Regions from separate parts of the Sus scrofa genome. Here region 2 is linked to region 1. The links are chromatin contacts, called in public Hi-C maps. All regions are on one chromosome and are shown on one strand. Each heading gives the region's core, a stretch centred on a gene start, on an enhancer-like site or on the middle of the called end of the contact. The rest is flanking DNA. Distances are from core to core; before and after follow the strand shown. Region 1 has its middle 360 kb from the start of MGAT4C. Region 2 has its middle 280 kb from the start of MGAT4C.

Region 1 (7,353 bases), core at 2,722-5,221:
TATTTTTTAATGGAGGTTGAAGATAAATACTAGAAGTGAACGTGCCGAGTCTCTAAAATGAACGTGTGACTGGCGTGAGGTGTTGTATCCACACGATGAAGTTGATTTGTTAGAAACACTGAAATGCTGGATGGTTAAGAAAGAGAATGAGAACCTAGCACCATGATGTCTTATATGTTTATTAATATTGTTATTGTTATTATTATCATTACTGTAAGACCCCTTAACATGAGTCCCCTCTCTTAACAGAGTTTAAGTGTACAGTTGTATGGCATTTTTAACCACAGCTACAGTATGTTGGCTAATTTTTTTAAAAAGTTGAATTCAGGAGTTCTCTCTGTGGCACCATGGGTTAAGGATCCTGCATTGTCTCCGTGATTGTGAGGGTTCAATCCCTGACCCGGAGCAGTAGGTTAGGGATCTGGTGTTGCCATAATTGTGGCATATGTTGCACCTGTGGCATGGATTTGCTCCCTGGCCCAGGAACTTCCATATACCATGAGTGCTGCCAAAAAAAAAAAAAGTTTAATTCAAAATACCTTCAAATATAAAATTTTTCTAAAGTATTAAAAATAACATATTTGCATACATTAAAGCAAATTAAAAAATGAAACTTTTATATTGGTTTTTCTGAAATATAGGCAGAATATGTCCTTATTTTAGCACCTACTCATGTCATTGATCGGTTTCTTAGCCGTATCTGTTTCTAGTACTATGTCAATGGTATTTTTCTAAAGAGTGTGTTTTTTTTCAATAGGGATATATTCTTTTTAATTATTTTCAGAAAATATTTCATGCAACATTCGTCAAGTTTTATTTTACGTTAATCAATTTGAAATTGTTCACCTCTTCAATTGAAACTTTCTAAAAGACCAAGTATCTTAATTGAGATAACATTATTTCTACAGCTGCTGACCAAATATGGCTACATGATAGATATTTTAATTCCATGGTTAGAATTAAATTTTATAAATATGTCAGCCCATTAATTTCATAAATATCTATCAAAAGCAAAATTCCTCAAATATCTTGTCACTGTTAGTGAATATTTTAAATGTTACCAAAAAAATAGATACTGCAAAATCATAGATTTTCTCAACGTCCTTCAGCTTCCAGTTATAAATGTATCCAGTTAAAAATAAGAGTTCCATCTTACTGTAGGTTGAAATATTAAGGTTTAATTTTAGCATCTCAATATTAAGTCTTGTGAACTGAATTCTGATCATTCATTTTTCAGTTTAGTCCTTACTTTTAAAGAATAATTTCAATATCTTCTTGTTTGTAGACTTTATTTTCAATAATCACAACTCAATATTTCAAAATCTACAGTATCTGGGCCTATTTTATAGATTAGTTTTATTAAGGATTTCTAACAGATTGTAAGTTATAACCAACATTTAGTGGGCTGACATTATTGACTTAGGGAGAAGTTCTTCAAAGGATGCAACATTTCTGAAATCTATTAATGATGGGGCAGCAAAGACAGCACTTGTCATGGCATGTTTTTTTTTAATGTTTTTAGCATCAGATTTGTCAAAAATTTCTAGTTTATTCCTTGATTATATTTTAAAATTATAAATTTTCAAAATTTTGATTTCTATTAAGATTGTTTAATTATCCACATTAGTTGGTAGCAGGCATGGATTATGTCTACACTGCAGCCAATTCCAAGTACATTTCTGACCCATTTTATTTTAAATTAGTAAAAAAAAAGTTCCATGAAAATAAGTCCCCTGAACTACGTATTCCTCACTTACAGGAAAATGTGTATGTCTCTCTACAATACTGATGTTTTAAATTGATCATTCATATAACATCAAATATTTTTCCATTGAAAAATTGAACTTCAGAAGCTTTATCTATTTGCGTAAATTGATTGAGAAAAGACAAATCTACATTGAATAAACTTCACTGGTTTTCTACTTGAAGTACTTAATATCACTGGTATAATTTTTTTTCCAAGTTCTTCCTACAATGGAGTCTATATATGAACAGTTATTACTTCACTTTTCATATATGTACAGGAAATTATAAATGGACATAGTTAATTAAGAATATTCTAATTATGACCCTGATTCTTTACTAAATACTCAGATATATGTATGCACACAAAGAGATATTTACATAATGATTTCTATATTCAGGCCTGCAAATTTTGTGACGTCATGAAACTTAAAACTGCTTGTGAATTAAAGCCCACTTAAAATGGCATTGTGTCAGAGTTCCCACTGTGGCACGGTGGAAATAAATCTGACTAGTATCCTTGAGGATACGAGTTCAATCCCTGGCCTCGCTCAGTCGGTCAGGGACCAGGCATTGCCATGAGCTGTGGTGTAAGTCACAGGAGTGGCTTGGATCCTGCATTGACGTGGCTGTGGCATAGGCCAGCGGATATAGTTCTGATTCTACCCCTAACCTGTAAACCTCCATATGCCATATGGAGGAGCCCTAAAAAGAAAAAAATGGCATTAAGTGTGATACTTTTCCATTTTGAGTGTTGACTAGTGAGAATTACTTGGAAAAACACACTGGCTGAAAGCCTACTTATCTACTTGTTGAAACCTTCCAGTATGTAGTCAATGCCAAAGACGCTGATAGAATTTTGTTTTCTTTTCCTTTTATAGAAATTGGAGGGCCAAAGCTTGATACTAAAAGCATCATTTCACAGTCTTTTTTTTTTGGAGGCTATATATATATATATTCTTATGTATGTAATCTTAAACTCATTCTTTCTAGAAGATAGCCTCTGGGAAACATTTCCTTATTTAGTTTCACAGATTGTCACAGACTGTCATCTAATCATATCTTTCTCTGAAAAAGGAAAATGCATTTAATCTTTGAAACAACCTAAAACCTATAATGAATTGCAAATGGCTGATGATTCAGTTCTACTTTGATTTCTGAATGGCAGCCGTACTTTGTCTTTCCATTCTTCCTCCCTGTTGGGTTGTCAACTCATTGTTTTCACTTCTCTGTTAATTTTAAGTGAAGTGTGCAATTGGCTGTGAAATATTTTGTATTAAAGCTGTATGAAATATTTCATTTTGCTGCATCCTTCCAAAGCCAATTCCTCATCTCAGGTAGAAATTAGTATCTATCTCCTTCCACCCTACCTGGGTCAATGCCTCTTGGTCATTCCTTTGCCTGGTCAATTTGGAGTTATTAACTGAATTTGATTTTACCTACAACTTCTATTTTCTCAAAACTGCTACACTCACTGCTTGCAGTTTTATTTCAGTGAACACGGTCATTCAGTCTCCTAATCTGCACATTGATAAGAGTTGGATTAGTTGATTTTACATCCTCGATAGATGGAAGGAAGGAGGGAGGAAAGGAAGGTGAGGGAGGGAGGAAGGAAAACAGAAAAAAAAAATCTGTACATGTGGATTTTGAATTACCAAAACAGGTATCCACAACATATTATGGGGTTATACTCCCCCCACCCCTGTGGAGTATCTTAATTTTTTTCCATTTGACTTATCATGCCCTCAGTACCATTAGGAAAGACTGCGTAAAGTTCAGACTTGGTCATTAATGAGTTATGGTTGATGGAATGATCAAAGTTCCCATCCAGTTTCTAGGAATCCTGCAAGTCACCTGTGCCATCTTATCGTGATGCTTTAAACCCACTTTAAACACGTGTTGGAGCCTGTGTGACATCTGTGCCAGTTTGGCCCATCAGGCACCCTACGCTCCCTACAACGCTTCTCCCCCTACCTCTCCCACGAGGCCTTTGTTGACCTGATAGCACCACACCAAGGAGCTCCAGGTCTAGTGTTTCTGAGGTGTCACAGGCTCAGCAACTGAGCCCTCATTCCAGGAGCAAGCCTAGTAAGCCTCATTAAGCTAGTTAGAGCATAGTTTTTCACTGCCAGAATGGTGCTGATGACTTGATTTAGGATCTCTCATTCTCACTGGACTCAGAATGAGTCAGGGCTCTGGCTGTGTATATTTCACTGCCAATATCCAAGAAACTTGGATGTTTGCCTATCAGTAGTTTGACTGTGTGCTGCCTCAAATCTATAGCACCCCTGGGCAATGAAGATGATGGCAGAATTCCTGTACCCTGTGTGCCAGGAACTGGCACCAAAGTTGTCTCCCCCCCTCCTCCAAGGCTCCACACTGCGTGTCAGGCAGTCTTCCTGTGTGTTTGTGCCTCTACCTATAGCTTGTTAAGATATTTACTTCGCAATACCAGTGCACCCTTCCCTTCTCTCTTGTTATGGGATAAAACCCTGCTCTACTGGGTAGGTCTTAAGCATTTCAGACAAGGTGGGACAATCCTTTAGCAAATGTCACAACCCTTCCAGTTCCGCTCATGAGAGCTTTGTCTATCGTTCCTGCCAGTGGTGATATGTGGAAGGCAGAGATATAGCCATCAGTGGAGATCATATTCTAGGAATGATGTGAATGTAGCCTAAAATGTTCAAGAATATAAGTGTGGAAGATGTATTGTTTTTGTTTACAAGATTACCAATGATAAATTTAACATAATAAGAAAGTAAATTATCATTCATATTTTTCCACATGCAAGTAAGGCTTGCATTTGTTGCTTATCATCAATGAAGCGCAGTCACTGTCTTTGAGAGTCCTTGGAATCCATTACTTTTGGCAGCAAAATGGACAAAGCAATCATAAGAAATTGTGTCTTTAGCATTAAGTGGTATTTGGGAACTGCTGAGGCATGGGGATCTATACTGTTTTATAATAAACGGGTCCCAAAGACTCGTGATAGAATAAGAGCTTTGACACCTCTTTTGTCATAGTGGAGACAGGAAATTAGCCAAAAGTGTTACACATATTAATACAGAACTTAAAGCGATGGTTGTTGCTTGACCTTAATGTGAACAGATGGTGTCTAGATGAATGAACAATTTCCACATGTACTAATAAAACAAGTAAATAGGTACTTATCACTTCTCTAGCTCTCCTTCTCTCATTATTCTAAATCCTAATTGATAAATTACTGCATATGGGCTCCTGAATTTTATATTTTAAAATCATTGGCGGGGCCTCACGCAGTGAAGCATAGTAGACAGTTTTATCTTCTCTGAGTATTATGCAATTGCTCTATCCTTAATTGTCTTTGGTCGGTTTGATTAGTAGTCTGTAATTCTAGATACGCAGTTGGTTTTGACATGGTTCTCGGCATTCCTGCTGATCCTGTTTCTTAAGACGAATCACAGTGAATTTTACTGCGGTGGTTCTATGGGGCATTAACATCATTTTTCTTAATGTTGGCAGAGAGAGGACTTGGAATTTTATTAGGAACCACTGATCTCATTCACCTGTACATGTTAATAAAAATGGCCCGGTGTACTAATTTCCTCAAAATTTGATTTTCTTTTATGTACTTTGTCATGTTAACATCATTTTGTTTTTGAACAGATTTCAGTAAGTGCGTAATTTTAGAAGTGTTATTTTACAAATAAATAATTGTCTACGTGACACGGTAAACATCTTATTTTTCTCTATGCATTGTACACATTTTTCATTCCTTTTGCCCTTTGTGGGTGGATCTAACACAAAATGCATTATTTTGTTATATCAAATAAATACCTTCTATGGACTAAAAAGGAAAAAAAACAGTAACTAGAACCTAGAACAACATCAACATCACGGGGAAATTAACAAATGCTCACAATGATTTTGTAAAAATTAAGAAAAAACTGAACTCGAATTATGAATTAATTTTTTCTTTATTATAATATTTATGCTCCTTGATTATTTATTATAATAAGTCAGAAAAAATGGGTAATTTTAATACAAGGAAATATATTATTTGGAATCAGCATTATTCCTATTTTTCTAATGTGCAGAGACTTCTTGCTGAGGGCATTCTAACCAAGCACACACTCTTTTTTATTTGTTTTTATTTTACCATTAAAAAAGGAGGTATTTTAAAACATATTTGACTCAGGCACTATCAGGGAGAGAGAGAGAGAAATAGAGACCAAGAGAGAAGGAAATTACAGGGTAGGATATAGAAGTTTCCATGGGAGGCTAGTTTTCTATACTTGGAATATGAATAAAAAACAAGAGAGATTCTGATGTTTGGCAGGATAAATTATGGTTCTTCACTTGTGTGGGTCCTTTCAAAGGAACCATCAAGCCAAATGCTAGCTGTTAGTATTCTGTGGAATCTGAAACAATTGATTGTGCTTATCTAAATGTAACAACCAAAAGTTGCCTTTATTTTTGTATTGGTAACTTAAGCTACAAATACTTGTAGTATGCATCTGATTTACAGAGTTTTGTTTTGTTTCGTTTTGTTTTGTTTTGTTTTACCGCCGCACCCATGGCATATGGATGTTTCCAGGCTAGGGTCTAATCGGAGCTACAGCCACTGGCCTACACCACAGCCACAGCTACAGGGGATCCAGACTGGGTCTGCAACCTGCACCACAGCTCACAGCAATGCCGGGTCCCTGACCCACTGAGCGAAGCCAGGGGTCAAATCTTTGTCCCCACAGATACTAGCTGGTTTCATTTCTGCTGGGCCACAGCAGGAACTCCATGATTTACAGAGTTTGGATCATATTCCTGTTCTCTGAATGTGCCCATGAAGAGTTAAAGGAACAATAGGCTTTTGTCCTGGGCTTTTCTTATGAGAAGCAGTAGAAAGGGAATGACCAGAATTACTCTACTAAGAAGATCATACAATAAAGAATCACCTTCAAATGAAGATGTGGGAATCCAGAGGAAGTACGGAATGGAGAAAGGGGATAGGTTTTAGCCAGCCAAAAATATGAAACATAAATGCCATAGCCGGCACTTAGTCTAATTAAATACTGGTCTAACTTTAGGTGACTTGAGTTGTATACCTTGGACTGCCACCGATTATGGTAAATTGCTTCACCGTTTTGAACCTAGGTTTTCTCATCTGTGGAAAGAGAAGAGATGCAAGGGTTGAATTAAATGCTATAAAAAGTAAATTCTATTTCTTAAATGCAATCTATTCTATGGTGCCTTTTCACACTTTTGTCTAGTATTTTCCCAAATCCATTCTTGTTTATCACATAATGTCAACAAGAAGAGCTGAAAACTTAAGATTACATTTATATAGAACAAAGGCACATCGATGCAACTTTAATGCAAGGCGAAATCTTGCTTGCATATGCTAATATGAACAAAGAGCAAATGACTTCTGAGTCCAAGATGCAAGACGTTGTTCCATTTGAATGAAAAAACATAAGAAAAACCCTTCAAGGTTTCTTCATTTTTCATGTTACTTCAAAAATTTTAGAGCTGTAAAGAAACAGGTCAAGATACCAATAATCACCTTCTTCCTAGATATCACTGAGGCTATCTGAATATCACTATTCTTATAGTATAATTAATAAATTATACTCA
Region 2 (7,353 bases), core at 3,152-5,651, 73 kb after region 1:
CTCTTAATTTCAAACACATTTTAAATACCCTGCATTTATTATCTGCTCCCATCATGATTGCTCTTTTTTATATCATATTTTAGATATAATTTGTTTAGTGTATCCCTTAACTGCTTATTGTGGATATAGATGATTTTACTACTTTTGTCTTTTAACGTTCCTACTAGCTTCATGTCTGGGTGATTTTCTACCTTTACTTTATATTTGCCTTTACTGGTGAGCTTTTCATTTCATATTTTTTTGTTGTTGTTGTTACTAGTTGTGGTCTTTGCTTTTTCACCTAGAAAAATTTCTTTAACATTTGTTTTAAAGTTGGTTTCATGCTGCTGAATTTTTTTAGCTTTTGTTTGTCTGTAAAACTTGTGATTTCTTCCTCAATTCTGAATGAGAGCCATATTGGGTAGAGTGTTCCTAATTCTAGGTCTTTTTCCTTTCATCACTTTAAATATATCATGTCACTCCCTCCTAGCCCACAGAGTTCCTACTTTAAAAAAAATCAGCTAATAACCATATAGGAGTTCCTTTTTATGTTATTTGTTAATTTTATCTTGCTGCTTTTAGTGTTATCTTTTATCTTTAATTTTTATCACTTTGATTATGTGTCTTGGTTTGTTCTTCTTTGGGTTAATTTTATATATCTCTCTGTGATTTCTGGACTTGGGTGACTATTTTCTTTCCAAATTTAGGGAGGTTTTCAGCTATTATCTCTTCTTATATGTTCTCAGCCTCTTTTTGCTCTTCTTTTTCTGGGGCCCCTACAAGGGCAAATATTAGTGCCCTTGATGTTCTTCCAGAGGTCTCTTAAATTTTTTTTTTTTTTTTTTTGTCTTTTTGCCATTTCTTGGGCTGTTCCTGTGGCATATGGAGGTTCCCAGGCTAGGGGTCCAATCAGAGCTGTAGCCACTGACCCACACCACAGCCACAGCAACATAGGGATCCGAGCCACCTCTGCAACCTACACCACAGCTCATGGCAATGCCAGATCCCTAACAAACTGAGCAAGGACAGGGATGAAACCCGCAAACTCATGGTTGCTAGTCAGATTCGTTAACCACTGAGCCACGACGGGAACTCCGAAAATGTCTTTTTTTAAAATTCTTTTTTCTGTTCAGTGGCAGTGATTTACACTATTCCATCTTGCAGCTTATTGATCCATTCTTCTGTATCATTTATTCTACTATTGATTCCTTCTAGTGTATTTTTCATTTCAGTTATTGTATTCTTCATTTCTGTCTGGTTGGTAATTTATATTTTCTAACTCTCTGTTGAAACCTCTAACTTCTTGTTCTGTGAACCCATTCTTCTCCTGAGTTTTTTGATTGTCTTGACAGTCCTGACTCTGAACTGTTTCTTGGGTAGATTGCCGCCACTTCACTTAGTTCTTCTGGGGTTTTATCATGTTCTTTCATCTAGAATAAATTCCTTTGATGTCTCATTTTGTCTAAGTTGTTCTTTGTCTCTAGAGGTGATATGGGCTCTTTAGTTTTTCAGCAGCCTATCTGCTAATGGGTGGGGCTGGGTCCCTGCCCAGTTAGTTGTTTTGCCTGGTGTGTCCCATCTCTGGCACATACAAGTTGTTTGGTGGAGTCAGGTGTTGGTGCTAATGAGTCAACATGGCAGCTCCCAGGAGTTACCATGCATTTGCATGTCCCCCACTAGGTCTATCACCAGTGTCTGTGTCCCCAGGGTGAGTCACAGCTACTCCCTGTTGCTCCAGGAGACTCTAAGACCAGGAAGTAGTCTGGCCCAGACTCCTATCAAATTACTCCTCTTGAATTGGTCCTGGTGCACATGAGATTTGTGTGTACCCTTTCAGTCTGTGGGGCTCCTGCAATTAAACTCTGCTGGTCTTCAAGTCTAAATGCCTCAGGGGTTCATCTTTCCTGTGTGAGGCCCCTGGGCTGGGAGCCTGATTCCTGTAGGGGAATCTCTACAATATAATTATTCTCCAGTTTGTAGGTCACCCACCTGAGGGGGCATGGGATTTGATTATATCATGAGTTTCCCCCTCCTACCCTTCTCATTGTGGTTCTTTCTTTGTGTCTTTAGTTGTAGAAGATCTTTTCCTATAGGTTCCAGTTTTGTTTTATTTTGTTTATGTTTTTCATCTATAGTTGATCGCTGTTGTTATTTTGGTGTGCTTGTGAAGGAAGTGAGCTCAGGGTCTTTCTTCTCTGCCATTTTGGCCCACCTCCTGTGCTGATGTTTTTTTCTAAAAGCAAAACATCTAGAGAAAGATACTGGTGTTCACTGTCTACATTTGTCTTCTTTCTCCTTTTAACTGATTTCATTTCTGACTATTAACCAAAGCTCTTAAAAACCTTTGATAATTGTATACTGAAAAATACATGAATAAATTTTCAGATTTTATCTGAAATATTTGACACAGACCATCACTCCTGATTCCTTGAAAGTTTCCTTACTTGCCTCCAACAAATTTCTGCTTTCCTTCTTTTCTCACTAGGGTGATAGTCTCAGTCCCATTTGCTGAGTTTTCCTCATCTCTGATGACTAAAAGTTAAGAGTATATGGCAGCTCTACTTTGGAATTGCTTTTTTCTCCCTATGTTTACTCATCCATTCTATGAGTTTTATATTCCACTTATAGGCTAATGAGTCACAAAGTGTAATATCCAGCCTCAGTCTTACTTCTGAAATACAGATAATGTATTCAAAATTTTACTCAATATTTTGAACCTTACTATGCCTCAACCTGAATCCTTACAGCAAGCCTGCTCCTCTTCATGCCCTCTTCATCTCAGTAATTGACTCATATTCTTTCAATTGCCTGGACCCAAACCATAAAACTACAAATCCATTCTTTTCCTTCACAACACACTTCCAATGTATCACCAAATCACTGGCTCTACCTTCAAAATATATACAAATCTGAACACTTCTCACCACCTCTATTTTTTTACCTTCATTCTATTCTGATTCTTGTTCATTTTTTCTGCCCAGATTAATGAAACATCACCCAGATTGGACTTCCTGCTTTTACAACTGCCTCATTACAAACTATTCTCAATGGTGACCTAACTTATGCAGAGTAAAAGGCATAGTCCTGACACTGGGCTATAAAACTCTGTATTAGAGCAATCTGATAAAAATAGTATGTGAGTCATACATGTAATTTTACATGTTCTAGTAGCTATAATTTTTTAAAAAGTAAAAATAAAAAGGTGAAATTAAATATATTTTATTTAACCCATTACACATGAAATATTATTTCAACTTATAATCAGCATAAGAGTTCTTGAGATACTAACATTTACTTTTTCATTCTGTCTTCCAAATATCATGTGTATTTTACATTAGCTTAACATATATTGAAAAAACTGCATTCTAAGAGCTCAGTAGTGTCTCATTGGTCAACACAATCTCATGGAGTCTGTAATAGCACCCCTCATACCAACTCATTACCTCTGTTCTCAAGCATTTATTACACGTGCTGCTCACTTTGTTCTTGTCTTTTTCCTGTGGTTTGAACAGATCAAATTTTACCCACTCCAAGACTACAGAACTTGTCCTTCCTTCTCCTTGAGACCATCTTCTTGGTAGCTACAGAGTTTAATATTTTATCTCCTAAAGCGTTTTCTTGAATTACAGTGATTGTGCTACCTCTCTAATTCCCACCATAGTATCTTAATTGCATCTGTCACCATCTGGAATAATTCTGCCTTTTGAAATATGAAATTATTAACTTGATGATTTTCCTAAATATGTGTAGGTATGTATGTGTATAACATGCCTGTGTGTGTTCAGTTGGTCACTAAGCCTTAGAATGGAAGCTGAATTAAGGCAAGTATTTTTGTCTGAGCACCTGCATATCACCAGTACCTGGTGCAGTGATGGCTTATATTGGATACTCAATAATTAAATATTTGGTTAATAAGGTCTATAAATTCTTATAAGTTAGAAAAAATAAATACAGTGTGATGACATATTTAATAGAAGCAAACATTTCTGGAAATATTTAGCTAAATATATGTTTACCTACGCCTGAACAATAATTCCCCTCAAACTATTGTGGCTTAAGAGAAGGCTCAGTAAATCTTTTCTGTAAATGACCAGAGAGATATTATTTAGGCTTTTTAGGTCATAGGATTTCTATTGAAACTAGTTGACTCTACTGATATAGTGAGAAAGCAGCAATACACATGCACAAACAAATGGGTATGGCTGTGTTCTAATAAAAAATTATTTGCAAAAACAAGGGGCCAACCTGTAGGCCCTAGTTCCCCAAGCCATGAAACAACAATCATTAATATCACCCATGAGTCTATGTGTCGTGCGGGTGGCTTTGCCCATCTAGGTCAGGCTTCACAGATATCAGTTGTTTATGCACCTTGGATCGGTTGGCAGTTTGCCTGAGTTAACTGTATGATGTGGTCTCACTTACATGCCTGGTGTTTGGCTATTGCTGAGGTAATATGAGCAACTGGGCAAACTTCCATTATCCAAGAGGCTAGGCTAGAAAGGTTCATGTGGTGGCTTGGCAGTGTTCCAGGAAAACGATTGGGAACAATGAGAGCTTCTAGAGTCCACATTGGGTCCAAGAGAGTCACAAGGCCATTCCAGGTTTAATGACCAGCCTATCAGATTTACTCTTATTGGCAGACCAGCAGAGTAAAACTGCAAAGATACATAGAAGTGAAAAATGATATCCTTTTTTGCAAGAAATATACAATTACCTGAGTTCCACATATTAAGCGAAACAAACTATTCCTATGAAGAGGTTCATTACTAAAAATGCTCCATGTCAATGTCAAGTAAATAAATATAAACCCAAGATCTTTTTTACTTAAAACAGTTACTGGTGTCCTAGTTTGGAGCGTTGTTTGAATTTGGTGACTATTTATCTTTGCAATACCTATAGTCATCTCTGCACTGCTTTAATCATACTTGCCCGATTCTGGCTGTGACTTGACTCATCCGAACCATCTGGACCTGCACTGTGACCGTGAATTTCTCATTTCAGCTAATGATTGTCAGAATTTCTGGTTTATTTTTTACATTATGGTGTCTGAAACACATCTCATGTAAGTATGTTATTTAATCTCTAATTTTGCTAGAGAATGCTGAAAGTTCAACTTCAGATAATAAATAATTCTAGATTTTCATCTCTAGTGTTAAATATCACCATGATGCCTTTTATTTTGGTGGTACCCTAGAGGCACTGAGTCAGTCAAATATTTTATTACCTGCTTATCTCTGTTCGCTTCACCAGGCTGTTTGAAAAATGAAAGCAGATGGAGCTGGCCAGAAATGTAGTTCATAAAAGCAGTCACTTACTCAATTAAAGTTTGTAATGGATCTAAACAGGCAGTGCAGAAAAGACTTGTTTTTATGGTAGCAATTGATTTTTTTTTTCATATATTGCCTTATCCCCAAAGTGAAGAAAATACTCTCCAAAATTATTTTCAGAGTAATTTACTCTTCACAAATATGTGTAAAACTAGTAAGAAGTAGGATATTTTCTAATAAATGCACATTTTAATCATAGGGAAAATCACTAAATATTATTTTTAAATGGAAGATATTAAGCTAATTAAACAGAAAGTTATCTATCCTGTATTTACTCAAGGAACATCTATATTAAGAGGAAATAGAATTGGAAATTAATTATGCAAATAATTCCAACTTATCAAGGCAATACTTTCTCAATGATCTAAATATTTTGAATAACTTATCTTGAAAACTGTCACATTTCTTTTTATGATTTTGAGTTAAAATGATATTTCTTTCATTTTGATGATATGAATATTGAGATACACTTTGGTATATTGTCTGTCCTCAAATTGAATAGTGAATGATGAATATTATAGTTATTTATGGAAACGTGAAATTAATTTACTCTGCAAACATTTTTGGCTCATGGAAGCACTGTATGAAGAGGGAGATACTGATTAGAGTTGAGTGTATTTACATCAGTATTTTTCCATTTTAAAAAAGTTTGTGAATTTAATTCTGAAAATATGTATGGGTTAGTCTCTTCCTCAAAGTTTCTTTTATATGAGATGCATCATTAGTAAATAGAGACACTTCATATTAGGAAATTTTCCATTCATAAGTTATTTTCAGTTTTGGACTTGAAAGTATAGAGTTCCTAAGGCTGCAATTTTAATTTCTAGTTTGTTACCCTATGTAAAATGAAAATACATCTTTATTGAAAGAATTTATTGGCATACTAAAATATGATGCATTATATTACAGTAAGAAGAAAAGGAATGTAATCATAAAATTCTATTCTATAGTAATGTTTACTTTCAAGTTTGCTTGGTTTAATGTTTCTTCATAGACTTAAAGGCAAATAACTTCAATTTCTCTCACCTGATTATTATTTTTGTGTTAAGATTTCTCTTGGGTTGAATCTTGGAGGATTGTAAACTACTTAAATCCCTTTTATCATCTTTAGCTTGGGCTGGCTAGCTACTCTCTGATTTAGCAAAATCAAAAACAACCACCTCAGGTTAAAAGGAAGAAGTAAAAAGAGAAACTTCCCTTCCAAGATCTCATGGTTTAATCCCATTGCATCCCAGCAGCTATAAATTAGTTGAGAAGAGCATGGTTACATATTCTTTCTGCTTATCAGTTATTAAAATACCTGTAACAATCTTTTCCATGGAACAATGTCACATTTCACTTCACAATGCAGAAAACTTCAAGTCATCGTTAGATATATCTCTATTTCATTTTACTCTGTGTTAACTGTTGCTGATTAAACTATAAACACTGTAGGTTTTCAAGAATTTCCAGATTAGGATTTCTGCAACTGATTTGTTTAAAATAAAATGTTCAAATCTCTTTCAATAGAATACAATTCACTATTAAAAAGTGAAACAACTCCATATGCTGAAACCGAATAATCATTCCACATTTAATCAGCCTTTGTTTTTACAGAAATACCTATGTATGATCTTATAAGCAATAGTGTAAGCAATCTTTTAGGTAGTTTGAACTTTCAGAAACTAAAAAAATTTTATATCTCATTTTTCTTGTCTCTCCATGATTTCTCTTAGTTTGCATATGTTTTAGTGTCCCTGAAACTTAAAAGCTAATGACTGTGCATTATCCCATAATCATTTATATCCTGAATGCATTGTTCAAACATTTGAGTCAACATACAGGAGAAAGGATCCTTCTACACTAGTTTTAAGCAAAGGTAGTAGAAGGTACAAGGACACTATAAAGCTGAGCAAGAGAAGAGGCAAGGGTCATAGAAATACTGTCTTTAGTTACTGCATTCTTGGAGTAGACTGCCAACAGCACACAGATACCCTATCGCCGTTTATAACTTACTCAGCAGGAAATCATCATGTTTGGTAGGTGTTCAGTGAATGTTGGAAGACTG

What was found. A called contact is a pair of places that touch in the nucleus more often than the background predicts.
Region 2: a Hi-C map of heart right ventricle shows a contact between it and region 1, with 5 times the contacts expected there. The contact joins two enhancer-like sites. A contact is called at or near these places in 2 of 47 Hi-C or Micro-C datasets (epiblast stem cells and heart right ventricle).

Annotation. Positions count from the first base shown.
Region 1 is chr5:95,104,565-95,111,917 of Sscrofa11.1, forward strand. No RefSeq gene overlaps it. Among named protein-coding and RNA genes, the nearest start is that of MGAT4C, 360 kb to the right of the region's middle. Within about 2 kb of position 3,972, at least 2 of the 83 cell types and tissues checked have an H3K27ac peak or open chromatin away from gene starts, as enhancers often do.
Region 2 is chr5:95,177,575-95,184,927 of Sscrofa11.1, forward strand. No RefSeq gene overlaps it. Among named protein-coding and RNA genes, the nearest start is that of MGAT4C, 280 kb to the right of the region's middle. Within about 2 kb of position 4,402, at least 2 of the 83 cell types and tissues checked have an H3K27ac peak or open chromatin away from gene starts, as enhancers often do.